Linked DNA regions of Mus musculus: region 1 is linked to region 2. Evidence: chromatin contacts called from public Hi-C data. All regions are on one chromosome and are shown on one strand. The core of a region is the stretch at or near the end of the contact, and the rest is flanking DNA. Distances in the headings are between cores, read along the strand shown.

The links. Hi-C and Micro-C count contacts between places; a contact is called where the count stands out from the background.
Region 1: a Hi-C map of the 63-12 cell line shows a contact between it and region 2, with 2.5 times the contacts expected there. The contact joins the enhancer-like site here to the promoter of Dio2 in region 2. A contact is called at or near these places in 15 of 39 promoter capture datasets (the 3T3-L1 cell line, 3T3-L1-derived adipocytes, the C10 cell line and 10 more), 1 of 15 datasets of contacts at CTCF or cohesin (pro-B cells), 4 of 484 Hi-C or Micro-C datasets (the 63-12 cell line, myocytes, uterus and 1 more), 1 of 115 datasets of contacts at active chromatin or transcription factors (acute myeloid leukemia) and 1 of 9 other capture datasets (macrophages).

Annotation. Positions count from the first base shown.
Region 1 is chr12:91,180,843-91,186,039 of GRCm38.p6, forward strand. All of the region lies in intron 20 of Cep128 (centrosomal protein 128), which reads right to left. Among named protein-coding and RNA genes, the nearest start is that of 5430427M07Rik, 140 kb to the left of the region's middle. Within about 2 kb of position 2,844, at least 89 of the 459 cell types and tissues checked have an H3K27ac peak or open chromatin away from gene starts, as enhancers often do. A contact at or near this core is called in the 63-12 cell line, acute myeloid leukemia, hematopoietic stem and progenitor cells and 3 more, where this site is marked.
Region 2 is chr12:90,735,928-90,741,558 of GRCm38.p6, forward strand. It overlaps Dio2 (deiodinase, iodothyronine, type II), which reads right to left and starts at 3,111. Exons shown (of 2, transcript NM_010050.4): 1 at 2,136-3,111. The coding sequence starts at 2,357. Gm26512 (a long non-coding RNA gene) reads left to right here and starts at 2,280. Exons shown (of 5, transcript XR_872906.2): 1 at 2,280-2,373.

The DNA.
Region 1 (5,197 bases), core at 1,594-4,093, 440 kb after region 2:
GATAGGGGGTTTTCAGAGAGGAAACCAAGAAAGGGGATAATACTTGAAAAGTAAAGAAAATATCTAATAAAAAAGTCAATATTTAAAGGAAAAAAAGAAGAGTTAATGGACAGGAAATTGAGTGTGGATTTTAACTTTTGAAAATGTATTAAAACAGAGAGGCTCTAACTGGCTGTCAGGGAAGGCAGGATAAGAATCTAAAGAGAAAGAAGGATCGCCATGCTCCAGAGACAGGCCTTATGCAACACCTTTGAGAGAAGAGTTGAGCAACGCACCAGACTTGAGTTGAGGAAAGAAAGATCCAGAAGGTTGAAGACCCATGGAGCTTCTAAACACTATTTGCAGATCAACACCCACCAGCCATCCCACCACGAATAAACCTCAGAGGAAATATGACAATCACAAAAAACTATTACTCAAAGTATTCAGAGCAATGGCTGTGATACAAGATGATGGCAACAGAGAACATGCACTGTGAACAAAAGTGTCTGCGGGCACAGCTCACACACAAACTGCAATACCGTAAGATGGAAGAGCCAGGCCATACTCTATGAACACTGAATTTCTTGCACGGGTAAAATTAAAAGCAAAAGGATGTCTTCAGTACATAGTCAGACATTATGTGTATGAATTATTCAAGAGGGGAACATGAGTATATATGAATGAAAATCTCAGGCAACAGCAAATTAGAACATTGTCAGAGGCATCTCAGGACAAGAGGAAACAGTGGGGGGCGGGGGGCTCAGACTGATGAAATCCCATCAGGATGCCATTAAAGGATCTCTTAAAGGCCCCAACTCTTCACACCACCACAGTAGCTGTGCAAGTTTAGCATAAATTCCAAGGAACATTCAAATCTGTACAATTATTTGGTAGTTCAGAAAACAAAGTATGCACATTTAATGTCTACCAAAAAAAAATACTTTATTCCTTAACAGGGCATAAAATGCTCTTTTAAATTTCCATTTTTTCCTATTTAAAAACCATTTTACTCATTAAAAATAAATTTGAATCACTCTTTGCTTTTGGGCAAAAATAGGAATCAACTGGTTTCAGAGTCTTACAAGGCATCAAATAGAGTGCACGTTTCTCTAAAAGAGGGGTGACAAATGAACAATCACGTGAAAGCCCAACAGAAAGTTATAAAAGGCAAGAATTAAAAATAACAGATCCAATTCTAAACTCTACAATGTATTTAAATCTAGAGTTCAGGCAGTTATTTTAAATTTAGAATATAATTATATACTTAAAAACAATGTTTTCCATAGGCTACATCACTATACTTAACCAAATTAGTGATTTGTTTTTACCTTGTCAAGATAGATACACATCAAAAAAGCTCATCAATAATTTAAAGGAAAATTGTGGCAATTAAATAAAAATCATTTTAATGTATAGTGAATGTTAACGCTTCAAAGATGTTTAGTTAAATAGAAATATGCAAGGATTCCCTGAGATATTTCCCCACAAGTGCTTTGTTTTTCATAATGAGTACAGTTTTCACTTTAGTTTTTTGTTTTTCATTAAAAATGATTTTGCTTAGATAATTTTGTACATCAACCATAAATGAGGATAGCTTGTTGTTTAGTATATTAGGTTAATCACATCACCTAGAGTCTATGAATGGGGTGGAAAACACTGGGAAGAAAGCACAGGGATTGTTAAAAGGATGGAGGGCTGTTTGCACCCCTTAGAGAGGGGATGCCTATACTAGAAACACGAGGAGTAAAAGAAACAGACATGATTCAGAAACATCACCCTGAGTAGAGGAAAAGCTACCAATGGGAGACACTGAACGATAATTAGTTCACCATTAATTAAAGACAGGATTTGAGGCAAAGCATTCCCAAAGAATGAAGACAAAAACTCATCATTATCAGAGCAACACAGTCATTATCAGGTATAATTCTGAAATAAGATCAAGTGTGAACAGTGTATGTTCTCAGATAAGAACAGTGATGCTGCCCAAGCACACGCTTGGCCGAGTACAACAGCCTTCGAGATGGTTTCTCTGTCCATTCTAGAAATGTTTAGCACACATATCCAAAGACAATAACTTATGCTATAGTACATAGCTCAAAAAAAAAAAAAAAAGCAGTCCCTCGTTGGCAAAATGTTTAAGATGATGTCACTGACCCACATTTAAGTCACTATTTAGAGCAGTCAGAGAAGAGAAAACTGCTTTCTGAATTCCCTACATCACTCTATGAGTCCTACTTCTTTAAATTATATCAACAACTATTGACATTGTAACCATAGAATATATACCAGTATTTGATATAGGCTTTTATTTATGAGAAAATTTTGCTTTGAACCTTGAGGGAACATTTTAAATCACTGATAATATACAATCACATACATACACACACACACACACACACACACACACACACACACACACACACAGAGAGAGAGAGAGAGAGACAACAGACAGAGACAGAGACAGAGACAGAGACACACAGACACAGACACAGACACAGACACAGACACAGACACAGACACAGACACAGACACAGACACAGATACAAAGGGAAAGAACCAAACCAAACAGTTTTGCCCATGACCTCCCAGGTTCCTGCCTTCTTTACCAAGAGTGTTCCCTCTATTTGCAAGTTCTGATTATAGACTTCAAGGAAAGGAGGTAGGTCCAAGTAGAGTATTACATTAGTTATATTTTCCCAGTCTCACCCAGTCAAGATTGTTACCATCTTTTTAAGAAAACAGCTGAAAATCTCTACTCTGAGAAAAAGGAACTGCTTCTGAGAAGAACCAGGTGAAGAGCCTCACCAGAGAAGAACGGAAGTGGATCTCAAAGCCTCACCAGAGAAGAACGGAAGTGGAACTCAAATCCTCACCAGAGAAGAACGAAAGTGGAACTCAAATCCTCAACTATATTCCTCAGCTCTTACAGATCTTAGGCTTTATAATCAGTGTTCAGGGCTGTAAAGGGGTGAGTGGGAGAAGCTGTGTGTTACTCAGCAGGCACCAAACAACACCCAGGACTTTAACGTTTAAACGCGTGGCCAGGGCACGTCACCCCCATTCCTCCTTAGTTGCTCATTCTGTAAGTCAGTCTTCCTCTGGGAATGAGAAGATGATTAGCTGGGCTTAAGTCTCTTCTCTCCAGAAACAGAGATCTGGTTTCTGCAGTTGACATAGGCCACACAGCAGGCAGTATTCTGGAAAAGACTACATCTCGAATAAAATCAAGGGAATGGTAGAAAAACTGATAAACAGGAGAAATGATCTACTACATCTGCCACAGGGCTCCTCTGACGTCAGATATTGACTCAGCTTCCCTTTGTTGATTGAACTGGGTTTTGTTCCTACCATATACATCAAGTCTATATAGCTTTTATCTTAGTGGGCTGGATTCTTTTTCCTCTGAGTGTGTGCTATTCATTCTACTCACCTCACATGTGTGTCTGAACTGAGGCATAAGTGCTAACTGAGGATTCTGTTTTGGCTTGGTAATAAAATATGTGGTAACAAAATTGATTAAAAGGGAAAGACTTCTCTTCTGATACACAGGATGGACTCATGAAACAGGAGAGGCCGGTTGTCCACTACAGAAAAACCTACTGATTTTCTCCATATCTGCTTTTAGTGAAGCCAGTGTGCTTACTTAGCAGAGCTTAGTGTGGTTACAGCGTAAGGAATATCTTGGTAGGATAAGATAGGAAGTGCCCGGAGAGGGAAGAAACGGAGCGGGATGGCTTCTGGGAATTAATTTCCCCTTCCCCGTGCTCTGCCCAAAAGGGAGAAGCACGTCACTTTAGATTGGTGAGAGGAAAACCAAGTGCAGGCAAAAACTCTCTAGCATCATATTCTTTGCTCCCTTCTAGGAGACAAACTGACTGGCTGTCCCAGAAGTCAAAGCCTTAGCAAGTTGGCAGCAGTGCATGGGCAAGAAGGTGGAGGGTCCAAGGTTTTAATGCACTAAGTGAGTGACCTTTAGTCCCAGTACAGTCTCAAAGGGAAGCAGGAGGCACTAAGAGTGGCTGGCACTCCTACAGAAAGGTAGTCACACTCTAGGGAAGCTACAGAGCAGACTGCCTTGTAGAATTTAACTGAGTGTACATGCAGGCCGGGAGAAGGAAGCACAGCAGAGGGAACAGAGAAGAGAAAGACCAGCACTGGTTCATGGGAACAAGGCCCAGCAAAGACCATCCCAGAAAAAGTCAACATGGGTGGTAACGGAAGCAGGTACCCTGCCTGCCACACAGAGGCGTAAGTTGCCTCCTCAGGCACTGGGAAGATTAACTGAGAGACGCTCTCCAAGCCCAGGCATCCTGGAAGGGAATGCTTACATTTTCAACTAGATCCGACACTTAGCTTACTTCTACCTGCTCCATGCCATGTCTGACAGGATCTCATTTTTGTAATGGTTCGAAGGAAAAGGATTTTTTTTTAATCACCGTAGTGCTTGCTCTTTCTCCCAAATGCTAATCCTTGCTCCCTTACTCTAGGCGAGCTGCGCCTCAGCCAGGCTGGACAGCCACGGTATTAGGATCTCTGTGCTGGGGCTTTTCTCTGACAGGCACATTTGCCTCTCAGATATCCTCAGGGATTGCTGCATTTTCTTCTTCAACCTAATCACTCGCTCTAATAGCCTACTCTGATCTCATTGAAAAGACAAGCTGCAGCCCTCTAATGTCGCAAAGCAACAGTCTTATATACCTAATACAGCTGCTTTTAAATTCTGTGCTCACCCAATGCAGTGCAAGCAGCGGGACTGCAGAGATTTCTATTCCTCTCCAGTTCTGAAATTAGAACAGAACTTTAGTAGGCACCCAACATGTGGTAACTAAGCAGTGACCTGATGTCCTATACTCACGCATGGGCTGTGACCTCACATGTGCTCCTGTGCAGTCTCCCCTTATACTATCCTCATCACCCTGTCTCAGGCTCAGCCACTGGAATGCAACGTCCAATGAGAGTCAAGCAAAAACCATGACGTTTGTAGTACAAGGGCCACTAACGTTTGCTGACTTCTTCCTTTTATATGCTTTATGTATAGCTGTGGATCTGGTGCTGGCCCCTTCCCAGGAAAACATTATCAGCTGTTCTGAACAGAGGAAATAAAAACCAAAACTGCTGAGACAGTCTCCAGGGTGACAACGCCCTGGGATTCAAACTCAGACGTTTAGGCTTTATGACTTCACCGTAATAACTGTTCATTTCATCCCAAGGCTTG
Region 2 (5,631 bases), core at 1,861-4,360:
AGCTATTGTACAAATCATTAAACGCAAGCAAACAAAAAAACAAAAAACAAAAAAACAAAAAACATAAGCCAGGAACTTGGTCACTAATCAAATCAGTGGGCAGAGACAAAGAACTAGAAAAGAGGAATACACAAACCATATGCCAAAAGTCAAAGCAAACCACTCAATCCCCATGAACACAAATAACAACATATGACAACACAATGGAACACTATACATTAGTGAAAAAAGATCTAACAAAGTTTATTATAGAGGCATTTGCTTGCTTTTTCGATGTCCACTTCAATTATCTGCTTGATGATCAAAACAACCTCACTTAATGTTTATGGGGGGTTTGGTAGCCTACAAAGTTGATGGGGAGATAATATTTATATTCTGGACTTATACACATGGGTAAAATTCTTCAAAAATCACCTTTAAGTTTTTCCTAGTGAACGTCCATCATCTTTCAAAAATCAGGCATTTAATGTACTGAGAATAAACCCGTAACCCTCCATATTATCTAAGACATAGATATGCTTGAGGGGATTGACAAATCAATAATATTTTAATATGCAGCTACAACACCCCATTCCTCTAAACTCCTGACACCTAAATCATACATACAAATGTCACATCCTGCGTGCACATCTGTGGGGATGGCAGGATCTCTGGGTATCTCCATGGCCATACATTTCACTTACAGGTATGACATAACTGAGTCTCCAGGCATCCACCTCTATCCTGACGAGGGCATTCCTTGCTAAGAGGAGGCTTGACTTGTCATTCAATGCTCCCTCCACAGAGCATGACAGGCCCTTCTTTAGGTTCTTTGCAATAATGCCAGGAATCACACGTTAGTGCCTGAAGAAAACCATACTTTTCTTCCTCAACATTTGCTTTCCAGTGAAACACCCTGCCCAGATTCTTTATCCCTCCCCCTCTCCCCGCCCCCTGCACCTGGATTTATTTTTTCCACTGTTTACTGGGGAAGGACTCCTTCCCTTCCTCCTCTGCTGTTCGGAGTTCCCATCATGATGCTCACCCTTCCACCTGCCCCAAGAGCAGCACTCGATTGAACGTCTGGCTTCGCTACTCCTCCAAACTCCCTTCTCTGACAAGCTCTTTCAGTACTGCTAGGAACACATTTCCTCTTTTTATAGAAACTTATTTCGTCCACATGAATTCATTCTTTCTAATACCCAGGATGGTTCAGAAGCCTAAGGGATGGACGACCGTACAAAAGTATTCATCCCACTTTACCCTGACTGATATGGTTTGAAAATGTTCCTCTAAACATGTCCTGGCAGCAGAAAGGCTGGAATACCGGAAGTTTTCGCATCCATGCATCAATCACTCACCCCAGTGTTTCAAAAGCTGATGGGAATACACTGTCCCCAGGTAAGGGAGGTCACCTCTCTAATGTCCAAGGCCTGACATAGGAATGCATTATAGACCCATCACTTCTTTGTATGGGAATTTATTTGTAGATTCGGTCTCACACACAAAGTCTGGGTTTCTGACAACCTATCCCTAGATCTTTCTTTTGCAAACTGACACTTAGTAACGAGGAGTCCACACATTCCAACTAAGTAGGTGGTCATGCTCAGCTTGCTTTCATTTGTTCTTAACTCCCTAAGAAATGGAGGGGCTATAGTGAGGTCACAGCCATCGTCATCATCATTATCATCATCACCACCACCACCATCATCCTCATCCAACTCTGACCATTTCAGCAGAAAGAAAACACTATTCAAACCTTCTCCTACATATCACACATGTAAAGCAAAGCAGCAGAAACCAGCTCATATCAAGGGCAGAACAAATACAGCAAGTTCCAAGCCCCCCTCCCAGAACTCTGATTTTACCTACAGTTATTTTATACCAGCACAAACCCCTTCAACTGCCAATTCAGTGCAAAGTAACAGCAGCCCTCATTAAAGACTCCTACTGAAGTCACCAAGAGTCCCCGTGGCTCCGTGTCTGTCACTCCCAAATCTAACCTGTGCAACAGGTGTCCCAAGTGGCACTGAGACTCCGTGGAACATAGTCACTGGAGAGGACACCCCAAGTAGGACTCCCCAGAGCCAGCAGCCCCACACCTTCCACACCCCTAGCCCTTGCGACCCAGGAGAAGCTCAGTGGCTGCAGCTCACCTGTTTGTAGGCATCTAGGAGGAAGCTGTTCCAGACACAGCGCAGCCCTTCTGAGGTCAGCATGCGCCTCCACTCTCCGCGAGTGGACTTGGAGCGGCTCAGAAGCAACGCCACGTGCTTGAGCAGAATGACCGAGTCATAGAGCGCCAGGAAGAGGCAGTTGGAGAAAAAGACTGGCAGGATCTGCAGGGTGATCAGCAAGTCTACGCTGAGGAGTCCCATCTTCTCTGCCTCCTCGGTCAGTCTCCTGGGCACTCTGCTTCCCCAGTCACCTTCTTTTTGCAAAGGAAGGTGGTGGTAGAGAAGTGGGGGACCAAGGGGAAGGTTGGGAGGGGGGTGAGGGAGAGGGAGAAAAGCTAAATTAGAAGAAATCCCAACTTGTCTCTTCTTTGAAAGAAGCAGAAATGGAAAGACCAGGTTCAGGCTCTGCAGCCCAGCAGTTGGAGTGTACCCATCAATTCATTCAATTCCGAGATGCATTTTTTTCCAGGATTTAAGATGGTTTAAAAAAAAAAAAAAGGCACCACCACCAGCAACAACAACAACAAAAACCCTGGCGTGCCAGTCCCTAATCCAGTTTACCCCTGTCAGAGTCCGTTAAAGACAGGAAGTTCTACTTTCATTTCCAGGCACCTATGAGACTGCAGAGATGGTAAAAATTTTCTTTTAGCTTTTCATGTTCCTTTAAACGCTGTCTGGCTTCTTGCACTGCCAATTTCTTAACTGTGCTGTAAGGGTAGGGGTTGTTTGGTTTGTTTGGGGTTTTTTTCTTTCTTTCTTTCTTTTTTTCTTTCTTTCTTTCGCTCTGTCTTTACTCCGTTGTAAACATACTTTCTGTTCTCCTCCTCCCAGCCTGTCTCCCTCTGCCTGTCCTTTCTCCAGGTTCTCCAGGAGCGGCTGTCCTCTGCCCCCTCCCTCTGGCGTTTCCCTCTTTGCTATCTTCTGCCTCCGCTGGCTGCAGAGTGCCTCTCTCTGCAGCTAGTGAGTCTCCCTGAAGCCTTTTATACATTCCCTGGCTAATTGCTGCAATAGAGAAATGAAAGCCTAATCTTGCTAAAGATCTTGACGTCATTGAGAAAGAGGGCTTACTTTGGCCAGGAGTGCAGTGAGCAGAAAGGCAAAACTCTACAACTTTTTTAAAAGGAGAGGTGGGGGAGACAGAAGGATTTTGCTTTGTGCTTTAAAGGGAGAGAAAGAAAAAACGATGTTACCTTTGACAAGTCTCAAGAAATGCTTCCAAACTTAAAGAAAAGTAATTTGTAGACTAATATGTTAACACTTTCCTCTGATTATCATTTTTATTAACTTAGGAATTTTGGCAAGAAAGCTTCCTGGCAGGCAGGTAGAAAAGCGAAAGCGTGAACATGGGTGCTCTCTGCTCCATTAAAAAGAAAAAATAAAGCTATTAATGCTCCCGTGTGGGCGTTACACCTTTACACAGGATTGGTTTTTTTCTCACCCGATCTCATTCCTGGGTGTTATGAATATATTTTCAGTAATGATCTTATCAGAGGGAATAGAAAGTGAATTTTGAGTTGGAAATTTTATAAACTATTTGAGACCACCATGGTATATCTTTAAAGATTATTCCCAAACTGAATTCAAGTATTATTTTTGGTTTTACTAAAGCTTCGATATTACAACAACAACAACAATAACAACTAACCTTCCAGCCATGGAAGGAGCTGCTGAGTGACCAACTCTTTCAGTGTCATTTCCCTACAACACTGATAAAATACTATTTCCATTCATTGGCATTTAGATCCCAGGAGACTGAGAAATTGATTATTTATGAGAATCTCTTAAATTCAGCCTTTAATAGTCCAGAAGCTTTAGGGAGCCATTTAGTTTGCTTGGAGGAGAAGATTAAAAGAAAGTAAAAAGGCTATAGGTAGTTAGGGGCTATATAGGTAGTAAGGGGCTATATAGATGGTAGGGGTTGTAAGTGGCTAGGGGCTGTAAGTGGTTAGGAATAGAAACAAACCAAGAATTAACACCAGGTGCCCCTTGGGCCTCAGTGGACTCTCTTGCCTTTTAGTTCCCAGGACAGTTATTTAAACAGATAGAACCTGGCAGTGAGTTTCCACCCCTACCTCCTTCTACGTTTCCTCCCTCTCTTACCTAACAGATCACTTCTAGGAGTGACATTTTTCTGAGAGTAGTAGTGACAATTATAGACACTGGAGTGGAAACATAAATTGAAATTGAAAGTCAATTTGTTGAGTTTTCTATGTTCACAGAGCTCCTGTCAAGCTCGAGCTGAACAGTAGATGCAAACAGGTGGTCAGTCCCTTGAGCTTCTATATCTTGCCCCCGGTCTCCAACTCTGTATTGACAGGACTGTAAAGCCTAAACAGAGGTCATTCTTTGTAGAGAGCATGGGCTAAAATCTGCATATGGATGTATTTTGTTCAGCTGGTAATATGGTTCTGAAAAATAGTCCCAAGGAGAGAGTAAGCTCTATGTGACCCACAACTCTTGTCTTCTCTACACATTGCCATCTCCCGAGCACATAAGAATCCTGGTTGGGACATGTTCAGCTCAGTGGTGTTCTGAATGAATGAATACCTAGGGCATATAGAGGGCTCAGCTCTGCTTCACACTAGGGGGCGCCATTCACATACAACATAACATGGTAGAGAGGTGCCCTGGAATTCTAAAATGAGGTAGCTTTTTGCATGGCTGCTCCCCAAAGACAAGGGCTCTCTACCATCATATTTTTATTTCTTTCCTCTTCTCTTCTCTTCTCTTCTCTTCTCTTCTCTTCTCTTCTCTTCTCTTCTCTTCTCTTCTCCTCTCCTCTCCTCTCCTCTCCTCTCCTCTCCCCTTCCTTCCTTCCTTCCTTCCTTCCTTCCTTCCTTCCTTCCTTCTTTCTTTCCTTCCTAATCGTCAATTGTGAGGTTTGAGTGTATACTCCATGGGCTAAATTTTTATTTAGATGAGGAGACTTTAGATGTTTGAAAAATTAACATAAACCACGGAATATCTCTCCTTGGACCAGCATGTGCTGTTTGCAAAAAGATATTCACAAATACAATGTTTGTGTGTTCCTTTCTTTCAAACTTCTCAATGCCTTTATGGGAGGAAAGAGAGGACAAAGAGGAGGGGGTTGCAAAGTACCTTAATTAGTGTAGATGAGGGCACTTCAATTCCTGATGAAGTCCCTGGCAACTAGGATGGGAGGTATACCCCTCCCCTGCCCCCTGAAATGAAGCTTCTACTCACTGCCCAGTCCTGAAAATCTCAACCCTATGCAGAGCTCTTCTGAGAAGGAGGAAAGTTAACCCATTTGCCTGTATTCTCAAGACCTACAGTGTGATTGGAATGGCCTCTTAAGAAGGATTGGCAAGGAGTGGAAAAATGTTCCCTTTTCACGTGTAATGTGCGGAACAGAAGTACTTAGAGAATAGAATTAAAACCAGTGGGTGCGGTTTGCTCTTGTCCCTTTCTTTCCTTTATTTGAGATTAGAAATGTCAGAATGGAATTGAAATAAGT